Regions from separate parts of the Mus musculus genome. Here region 1 is linked to region 2. Evidence: chromatin contacts called from public promoter capture Hi-C data. All regions are on one chromosome and are shown on one strand. Each heading gives the region's core, a stretch centred on a gene start, on an enhancer-like site or on the middle of the called end of the contact. The rest is flanking DNA. Distances are from core to core; before and after follow the strand shown. Region 1 has its middle 9.7 kb from the start of Cyb561. Region 2 overlaps Gm35828 (a long non-coding RNA gene).

Region 1 (4,489 bases), core at 371-2,870, 440 kb after region 2:
AGTCCCTCCCTGTGGGTGGCACCAGGCTTCAGCCTGTCTGGGGGATTCTTGTTCATTGGGGACCAGTGTCTCAGTACATGGCAGCCTAGGGAAGGACACGGGGCATCTCTTCAGAAAATCTTCATCCCTGCCAGGACGTTATATACACTGTGTGCAGGGGAGGTGGTGGGTAGGAAGGAGACCTCACACAGGGCCAGTGTAGAGGGGTGTCATCCGGTCCCTGTTCACATAAGAACAGCGACAGGGGGGACTTTGACTTCCTAGAGGCAAAGCCATAAGAAATAGGTTTAAGATTTGCGATTAAACAGTACCAAGAGTCCAAAGAGTAAAGAACTTGGCTGGACATGGGCGCCTACCCGCAACCCCAGGCAGGAAGGTAGCTGCTGAGACCAACCTATGCTGCACAACAAAACACAACAAAACCAGTGCGCTCCTGAGCACTGTCTTCTCCTGTAAACCACGGAAGTCCTCACAGTCTGTGGGAAGGGGAAAGATCAGACACCATCACTGTTCTTGGAGACCCTGTCCCGCCATGTTGGGCTCCACCCCTGGATGATCACATTCAACTAACACCTGTGCCTCAGCTTTCTCACCTGCAAAGTGGGAGTTAAGTGGTACCTAACTTGCAAGGTTAGGAGGTTGGAATTAGTGGAACTGCATGGAGCACTAGGGAGACACAGCCTAGTCAAGTTGCACCTCCACATCCCAGCAGCAGTGCATCCTGGGTAGAGGTCGCCAATAGTGGCAAGTAGAGGAGAAGGCTAGGTCCTGACTGACACAGGCCCAGCTTTGAAGAAGGCCCTGGGAGCCACTTCCTGGGCTCTTGGGGAGGGGCTGAATGCCTTCTGGTGAGTTCTCTGGGATGGATCCCTGACCCATCAGCATGCAGGGGACAGAAGAAGGTCAAAGGGTCCTAGTGGCTGGGGGAGGGAGACCAGAGCACAGGGGTCTGCCTGCCTGCAGCTGCAGGATGAGATACAACACCGAGAACCATCTTCACAGCAAAGCCCAGCCCTTGGGGACTAAGCAGTGCCCGCTCCTTAACCACGCCTCCCCACTCTTGCCCCTCACCTGAGCCGGTTTGAACGTGTTCCTTCCGTGAGAGGCATTCCTCTGCCTCCCTTCAACGTGGACTGTCTAGACAGCCACCCACGGAACAGCCTCGAGCTCATGGCTCTACTGGGCCATGGCCTCTGATCTCTGGAGCTCTGCACATGCTGGTCCCCTGCTCTCCCTACTCTGATGCCTGGAGGTAGAACGTCCTTCACTCTCTTCACCCGAGCAGCTCAGGCTGCCTTTCTTTCCACCTTGCCTGTCCCTTCCTGGCCCCTTCCTGCTGGGCACTCAGTGCCTCTGTGCCCCCTAGGCCACAACTGATGGCTTTCAACTCCTCTTGGGGTTCCACGTCAGGACATCCCCCACGGGTCTGTGCAGGTGAAGCCAGGCTCTCGCTCAGTGCTGTCCCCACTGTGTCACCAAACAGGAGCACAGGCCCTGAGCTGTTTTTCTGGATCTTGATGGAACCGAGCCAAGGAAGGAGTAAATGAACGAGTGGGAGGGTCTAATGAAGGCCAGGCCAGATGAGGCAACCAGGAAAGGACAGATGTGAGTCAGAACTTACTCACATGTTCCTGGCCCGAGCGGCCAAGATGCATTGCCGCTATCCACAGCTATGGCAGAGCCAGGCTGCCTTCTGGGCTAGAAGATGACCAGTTCCCCTTTCCTGCTGCCTGGGGGTGCATGGACTGGACAGGGTGTGCTGGAGACAGGGTTGGGCCCACTGCCCCAAGGCTTTTCAGCAGTACATCAACTTTCAAATTATTTATTTTAAGGAGCTGTGTATGTGAGCCAGCACGGCCTCGAGCATATGGCAGTCCTTCTGCCTCAGCTTCTTGAATGTTAGTATTATAGATGTGAGCCTACACTCAATCTCTTTACTATTTTTGTTTTTTGTTTGTTTGGTTGGTTGGTTGGTTTTTTGGCTTTTCAAGACAGGGTTTCTCTGTATAGCCCTGGCTGTCCTGGAACTCACTCTGTAGACCAGGCTGGCCTCAAACTCAGAAATCCGCCTGCCTCTGCCTCCCGAGTGCTGGGATTAAAGGCGTGCGCCACCATGCCCCGCCTCTTAACTATTTTTAATTGCTTTTTAAAAATATTATTATAGTGAGGATACTCGGGGTTCAGAAGACATCGTGTAGGCTTTGGTTCTCACCTTCCATGGGGTAGCCAAAGATTGTTTTCAGGCTGTCAGACTTGGTGACAATTGCTTCTACCTGCTAAGCCTTCTTGTGCATTCTTAGACGTACAGTAAGAAATACATTCTTGCTGGGTGTGGTGTGGTGGTGGACCCTTTAATCCTAGCACTTGGGAGGCAAGGGGATCGTGTGAGTTCAAGGCCAGCCTGGTCTATGTAATAAGTTCCAGGACAGCCAGAGCTACATAGTGACTCCAAGAAGGAGAAGGAGGGGGAGGAGGAAGAGAAAGAAGAAGAGGAGGAGGAGGAGGAAGGAAGGAGGAGGAGAAGAAACACATTCATCTCTAAGACACTAAAACTCTACCTATTAAACACTAACTCAACAATTTTTTAAAAAGCAATGTCTTACTTTTTTTTTTTTTTTTTTTTTTTGGTTTTTTTGAGACAGGGTTTCTCTGTATAGCCCTGGCTGTCCTGGATCTCACTCTGTAGACCAGGCTGGCCTCAAACTCAGAAATCCGCCTGCCTCTGCCTCCCGAGTGCTGGGATTAAAGGCGTGCGCCACCATGCCTAGCTAATGTCTTACTTATTAAGTTTATGTTTGACCTAAAACTGCAGGGAATGCTCAGGAGGCAGGCCTGGGGCACATACATCAGTTCAGATGGGAAGAAGAAACAAGAGCATGTTGAGTCCCACACACACAAGCCCAGGCTAGCCTGGGCTACCTGAGCCTCTATCTCAAAACAATGAGGCAGAGTTAGAGCCAGGCATGGTGGTATACTGCCCGTGTATCAGTACCTAAATCCCAGGACTCTGGAGGCTGAGGCCGAAGAATCTTGGGTTCTAGGCCAGCCTATGCCTATAATGCAACCTCCCAGAAAACAGCATAAAGAAAGGAAACAATGAGAAGAAGAAGAAGAAAAAAAAAGATTGCTTTGGCTTAGTATTGTAACTGGGCTCCTGAGCCTTATCTGTAGTACTGAAAGAAATCAATACAAATAATAATAATAATAAACCAAGCCCACTCAGTCAGTCAACAGGTTCTCCAGTTCAGGAGTGATGATTAAAAAGAAAAAATAAAATTTAGATATCATTGTAGCATTACCCCAGTCAATTCTGAGACTGAAGGCAGGTTTAATTTTTCCCAATTCACTTTTATACCATTTTAATTTCATGCAAGTATTTAGGGCAAGCAATACAATAAGGAACTAAAAGGACAATAGTCAAGGGACAAGCAAGACAATAAACACAAAGCCCCATGATCACTCCAGTGATGCTGTTTCTAAGGATGATCAAGATATCTGAGCCCACTTTGTTCTACCCTAAAATCAGATTATTACTTCCTTGTCCTTGGCCAATGTCAGGTCCCTGCCTGGCCTTACTTCTTTGTCATGGCCAATGTCAGATTCCTGCCAAGTGGCACCCCAAAAGGCTCATCACGAATTAATAATAATAATGATAATAATAATAGAAGAGGAGGAGGAGGAGAAAGCTAATGGTTTTTGTGTTGTGAGCAGATGAGTGATGTTTGCATCTTTGTAGTGCTGAGAATTTAACCCAGGCAAGAGCTTTACCTCTGCTCAACAGCTGCAAGCCAAACTAGTGATTCTTCACATGAAAGAGACAAAGTTTTTCACCAACTCCAGGTTGTCACAGGGAGACCAGGCTGCCTGGACAACAATGATTCCAACCGCTCCAACGCTATCTACATAGCCGGCTCAGGTACTCTCTACACACACACACGCACGCACGCACGCACGCACGCACGCACGCACGCACGCACGCACGCACGCACGCACGCACGCCAGCCAGCCAGCCAGCCAGCCAGCCCTTGGGTCCTCCTCAGTGGTGCACAGCTCAGTCTGAGGGAGGAGGCATGTTGGAGGTTGGGAACCCATTTCACAGGGAGAAGAGACCCAGCAGGAGTTTCTGTTGTGGGAAGAATGTATGAACTACTGTATGCTGCTAAACATCACAGAGAGCAAGACATCATGGGAGGTGCTGAGGCTGCGAGCCACGCCATTTCCCGTCCTTGTCCATGTTCAGGCATGAGCAGGGTAGCAGAGTCACGGGAAACATCACGGGAAAGAGCAGTGCTTGCCAAGGCTTTTCTTCTCCACGCGCCCCAACATTACGAAATCTAATTATTTCTCCCCTGCGGATTTCTTTATTGAAGAACATTTTTTCATACAATATCTTTTGTGTTTTCTCCTCCCCTAATTCCTCCCAGATCCTCTCCACCCAACTTTATGTTCTTCCTCTCAAGATACACACACACACACACACACACACACA
Region 2 (4,533 bases), core at 1,113-3,612:
ATGGTTCTTAAGTCAATATTTTTCAGATATAGTCAACAACAGGATCCAGCAGGATCCAGCAGGATCCCTTTGTTATGTAATGATGGTGAATATCCTGTGGACGAGCTTTGAGAAACATTGTTCTAGAACATTCCTATTCGCATGTTCCCAGGCCCTCCACAACCTGGCCTTGCCCTTGTTTCCAGCCTTTCCTTAGTTTTCCCCTACATCCCAGCCACATTAAACATTTCCCCTCTGCACACTCCCATTTGACGTTTCTTTTTTATACAGCAGGTGATTCATCATCAATCTCAAAAACAGGGCCCTCACCTCCCTGAATTTTCCATACCTCCATGTCTGCCTATTCTTTGAGGCTTACTTCAAACGTGGCATTTGATTCATGCTCTGTCCTGTCTCTGCTCTTGTCTTCCTGTCACTATAAATAACATTCCCTCTCCTTTAACCCCTCCTACCCTGTATCTATTACTCTCTGGGTACTTTGCTTTTTTCCCCCCCAAACAGGCTCTCCTAAGCTAGCATGACTTTGAACTCTCTGTAGCTTAGGATGACCATGAACTACTGATCCTAGGATTGTAGACTTGTAGTGCCACCTTCCATTTGTGCTGTATTGGGGATTGAACCTAGGCCCTTGTGCACGCCAAGCCACCATTTTACCAACTGAGCTAAAACATTAGCTCCTTAGGACAGATATGACTCATTTTCATACCTCCCATGTTTATAGGCATGTTCAAGGGAGCAGACGCATGGTTGCTGACCTCTGAGGTCCAGCAGATTCTCCTCTCTACACTTGGGCCAGTGATGGCAACTGTTGAGCTCACCTGTTACTAACCGAGACTTGTGAGCATCTAAAGGCCTCATCAGAGACAGCCCCAGGGAGCTCCTCAACAGCGTTCCTAACAGGTCTAATCTATGGGGGCGAGATAGGCCTGAGAAAGAAAGTCTCTTTGTGAACCCTCAAGTGAAAGGAGAACTTAGCAAACTGAATGTAAGAGCTGTTAATACTTCAAGCCGGTGGCCGTCCATAACTGAAAAGAGCAATTAGCAGAACCGATTCATTATACTTTCATGTTCATGTCTAGTCTCAGGGCTAATTATCTGTACAATTAGCATGTTACCAAATGCAAATAATTGATGAGCCTGACTTCTTGGAATGAAACATGAGACTTGCGAAGTGTAAATAGCTCTGAGTTACCAACAACTTCGCTTACTTTGACTTTCCAATGGGGCAGAGCCTGCACGTTAAAGAAACCATGTGAACATAACCTGCTGGTGCTTAAAAAGGCAGATAAAACACAACGATCGGGTGTGCCTGTTTAAATGCCTGTAGGTCTCTCCGAACTCCTTTCTAGCTGCGTGCCTTGGGCCAGTTTCCTCCTGTAACTGTTACGTACAGATCTCAGTTTTGCTGTTCATAAAACAATGTAACAGTGGCCCCCCAGTTAAAAGACTATTATGGGGATTTTGCATACAATTGATGAGATGAACACTATGAACGATATTTTTACATATTTTCACATATTTCACATATTTTTATAGTACATAAGGAATATTAGAGGGGAACAGACTTATACAGATGTCTTTGCTATAACATCATCTATATATTTAGGAAAATCTTCTGTGGTCTGCAAATGACCTTTAAAAAAATAACAAAACTTGTAAGGGAAAAATGAGGTTGGGACAGACCACTTGAAACGTATCCAACCTTAGAACCTCAGCACTCACAAAAACAGTGTCAAAACTAAGGAAATACTGGGCTTCTTAAGCCTCAACTTTCCCAAGCATTTGTGTACTACATCTCAGCCCTGGGTCCTTGGGCTACAGCCCTAGATGGCAAGGTCTGGGAGGCTGGTAGCTTCTAACAAGAACTAGCTTCATCAAAATTAAACAGTTCCTTTAAAGCGTAGCTAAGGGCCAGGGAGATAAATCAGCTGGTAAAGTGCTTGTCATATAAGCACAAGAACCTGAGTTTGATCCCCCAAACCTATGGAAGAAGTCAAACATGGCCCGGGGGACGGGAGGCAGAGACAGGCAGATCCCTAGGGCTTGCAGTTCAGCCAGTCTAAACTAACCAGACAGTCATAGGTAACTGGTGAGAAACCCTATCTCAAAAACCAAGGTGGTACCTGAACAATGACACCCGAGGATGATCTCTGGCCATTACACACACATGCACACGTGTACACACGCAACACACATGAGAACAGCATTCTTAACTAGTTCATCTCTTTAGTACAAAAAGAAATGTCTTCATAGCTCATCCGATTGCACTTTAGGAAAACTTGGCACGAGGAAACACACCGGCTCTTAATATAAGCCACGCCCTACAGCTGCAGAAGTCTGCTGTGTGTACTCTGTGCTTTTCCTTAAGACCTTCAGAAAGCTCAAGTCGCTGCACTGAAGGATTAGATACACGGAGAAAGCTTGCCCCTGAATGTTTCAGATCATCAATGTGCTAGGAAAAAAATACTGGGCAGGAACCAACGTGACTTCTGGGACCTGACAGCTCCCCTGTTTGCCCATGGCCTGTGAGGTCACTCATGTTTAAGGCACACATGTTTTAGAGAGATAGTTTGTACTGAATATGTCCTACTTGCTTGGTGTTGTGGTTCGACCTAAATATAAATCCTGTGGCTTAATCTGCATATAAACCTAATAAAGTATACTGACCTCTGAGGCTCAGGGACATCAAGTAACATCCTTGAGATCATAGGTTTTAATTAACAAACCACGGTATCCTTCCCGAAGTCTACCTGAATATACATCTCGCACTCTCTGGATTATACTATGTTCCTAAGAATAGATAGAGGTCAAAAAGAAGAAAGGTATCTATGGCTACTATCATAATGAACAGAATTGCATTCCTAACCACAAAGCACTAACATCTACTCTCTTTTAATCCTCACACAGGTATCATTAACACCATTCCACATACCAGAAAGCCAAAGCTCAAAGGACTTACAACCAGGTGAAGGCAAAGCCAGATCCAAATGTAGGCCTGCCTGACTCTACGCTGGGTATTTCTCCTCTATTCCAGTTACTTTTGTGCCTTTATGTTTAAAGACGGTATTCACCCAAAGTTGGTAAGCCTGTCTCCTTGTTTTTTGTTTTTGTTTTTCTAAAGCTGCATGAACTGGGTGTGCCGGCCCTCTCCTTCACTCACACTATGTACACAATCCAAATACAAGTTCACACATGCACAAGTACACACGCACACACATCCTCATGGATGCATTTGAATATATACCCCACAAATGTACACACAAAATAGCCACACATATGTGCACACAAACACATGTGAATCCACACCATGCCACCAGCAATTCTGGGGACAGTTTATCAAGCCTTTCTCTCAGCACAGGCATAAAAGTCATCTTCTGAACTTCACGGTTTTTATAAATTTTTTCCTTTTTAATATTTAAATTTGCCATTTAAACATTTCAGAAGAGTTGTAACACATCTTTAATCACAGGTCTGGAGGCAAAGGAGGGAATATTGAGTCTTGACAGTTCAAGATCACCCTACACTGCATATCGAGAACTGAATTTTTTAAAAAAATCCCTAAAAATATTTATGAATAACAAATATCTCAGATGAGATTCTTTAATTATCATGGTGATAGTTATAATTTTAAAAGACAAACATTGGATCTGAGGCTATAGTTCAATGACAGGATACTTGGCTGGCATGCATGAGGGGTCTGGGTTCAGTTCCTAGCACCAAAATAAATAAGTAGATAGGTAGGTAGGTAGATAGAGAGATAGATAGATGATAGATAGTGTCAACGACAATATGGAAAACATGGAACCCTCCCTCATATACTGTTTTTGTGAATGTAAGTGACAGAGCTCCTTTGGGGGGAAAAAAACCCTTGTAGTCCCTCAGATGATTAAATGAGTTATCAGCTGATCAAGCAGTTCCACTGCTTGGTAACACCAAGGAGACATGGGAACATGTCTACACAAAAACTTGTACACAGCCAGGGGGCCACAGATTAACACTGTCCTGAACGCCATTCCTCTATCACACATTAGGCCAGCCACTGTCATAACCACTGAAGGCCTGAGATCGTCAGGGGTGTGAGCGAAAAAGAGTGCAACCGTTGTGGGAAAATGTTGGGTGGTTCTAATCAATTTAAAATTACTAGTCTAAGTTGGGCACGATGGTGCACGCTTTCAGTGCTAACACTTGAGAGAAAGAGGCAGGCAGATCTCTGAATTTGAGACTAACCTGGTCTACAGAGTGAGTTCTAGGACAGCCAGGGCTATACAGAGAAACCCTGACTTGAAAAGAGAGAGAGAGAGAGAGACAGACAGACAGACGGACAGACAGAGAGACAGAGAACCTGGTCTATGACCTTGGCTTCCAATGCCACCCATTCACTCTTACTCAAGAGACATGAAAGCGCCTGCTTGTGAAAAACCCTGCCCATGACAAACCATGCCTTGATCATAATATCCCCGAACTGCATCCAGTTCGAATGTCCATACAAGGACATAGTTTTAAATGCTGGCATACTCATCCAATAGAGGAACA

Evidence for each region. Promoter capture Hi-C pulls out the DNA fragments that hold promoters and counts their contacts.
Region 1: a promoter capture Hi-C map of the C10 cell line shows a contact between it and region 2, with 2.2 times the contacts expected there. The contact joins two enhancer-like sites. A contact is called at or near these places in 3 of 39 promoter capture datasets (the C10 cell line, hematopoietic stem and progenitor cells and liver), 1 of 115 datasets of contacts at active chromatin or transcription factors (fetal liver) and 1 of 9 other capture datasets (macrophages).

What each region holds. Positions count from the first base shown.
Region 1 is chr11:105,951,976-105,956,464 of GRCm38.p6, forward strand. No RefSeq gene overlaps it. Among named protein-coding and RNA genes, the nearest start is that of Cyb561, 9.7 kb to the left of the region's middle. Within about 2 kb of position 1,621, at least 106 of the 459 cell types and tissues checked have an H3K27ac peak or open chromatin away from gene starts, as enhancers often do.
Region 2 is chr11:105,511,144-105,515,676 of GRCm38.p6, forward strand. It overlaps Gm35828 (a long non-coding RNA gene), which reads left to right. Exons shown (of 3, transcript XR_880249.3): 2 at 2,908-3,080. Among named protein-coding and RNA genes, the nearest start is that of Gm39419, 4.1 kb to the right of the region's middle. Within about 2 kb of position 2,363, at least 3 of the 459 cell types and tissues checked have an H3K27ac peak or open chromatin away from gene starts, as enhancers often do.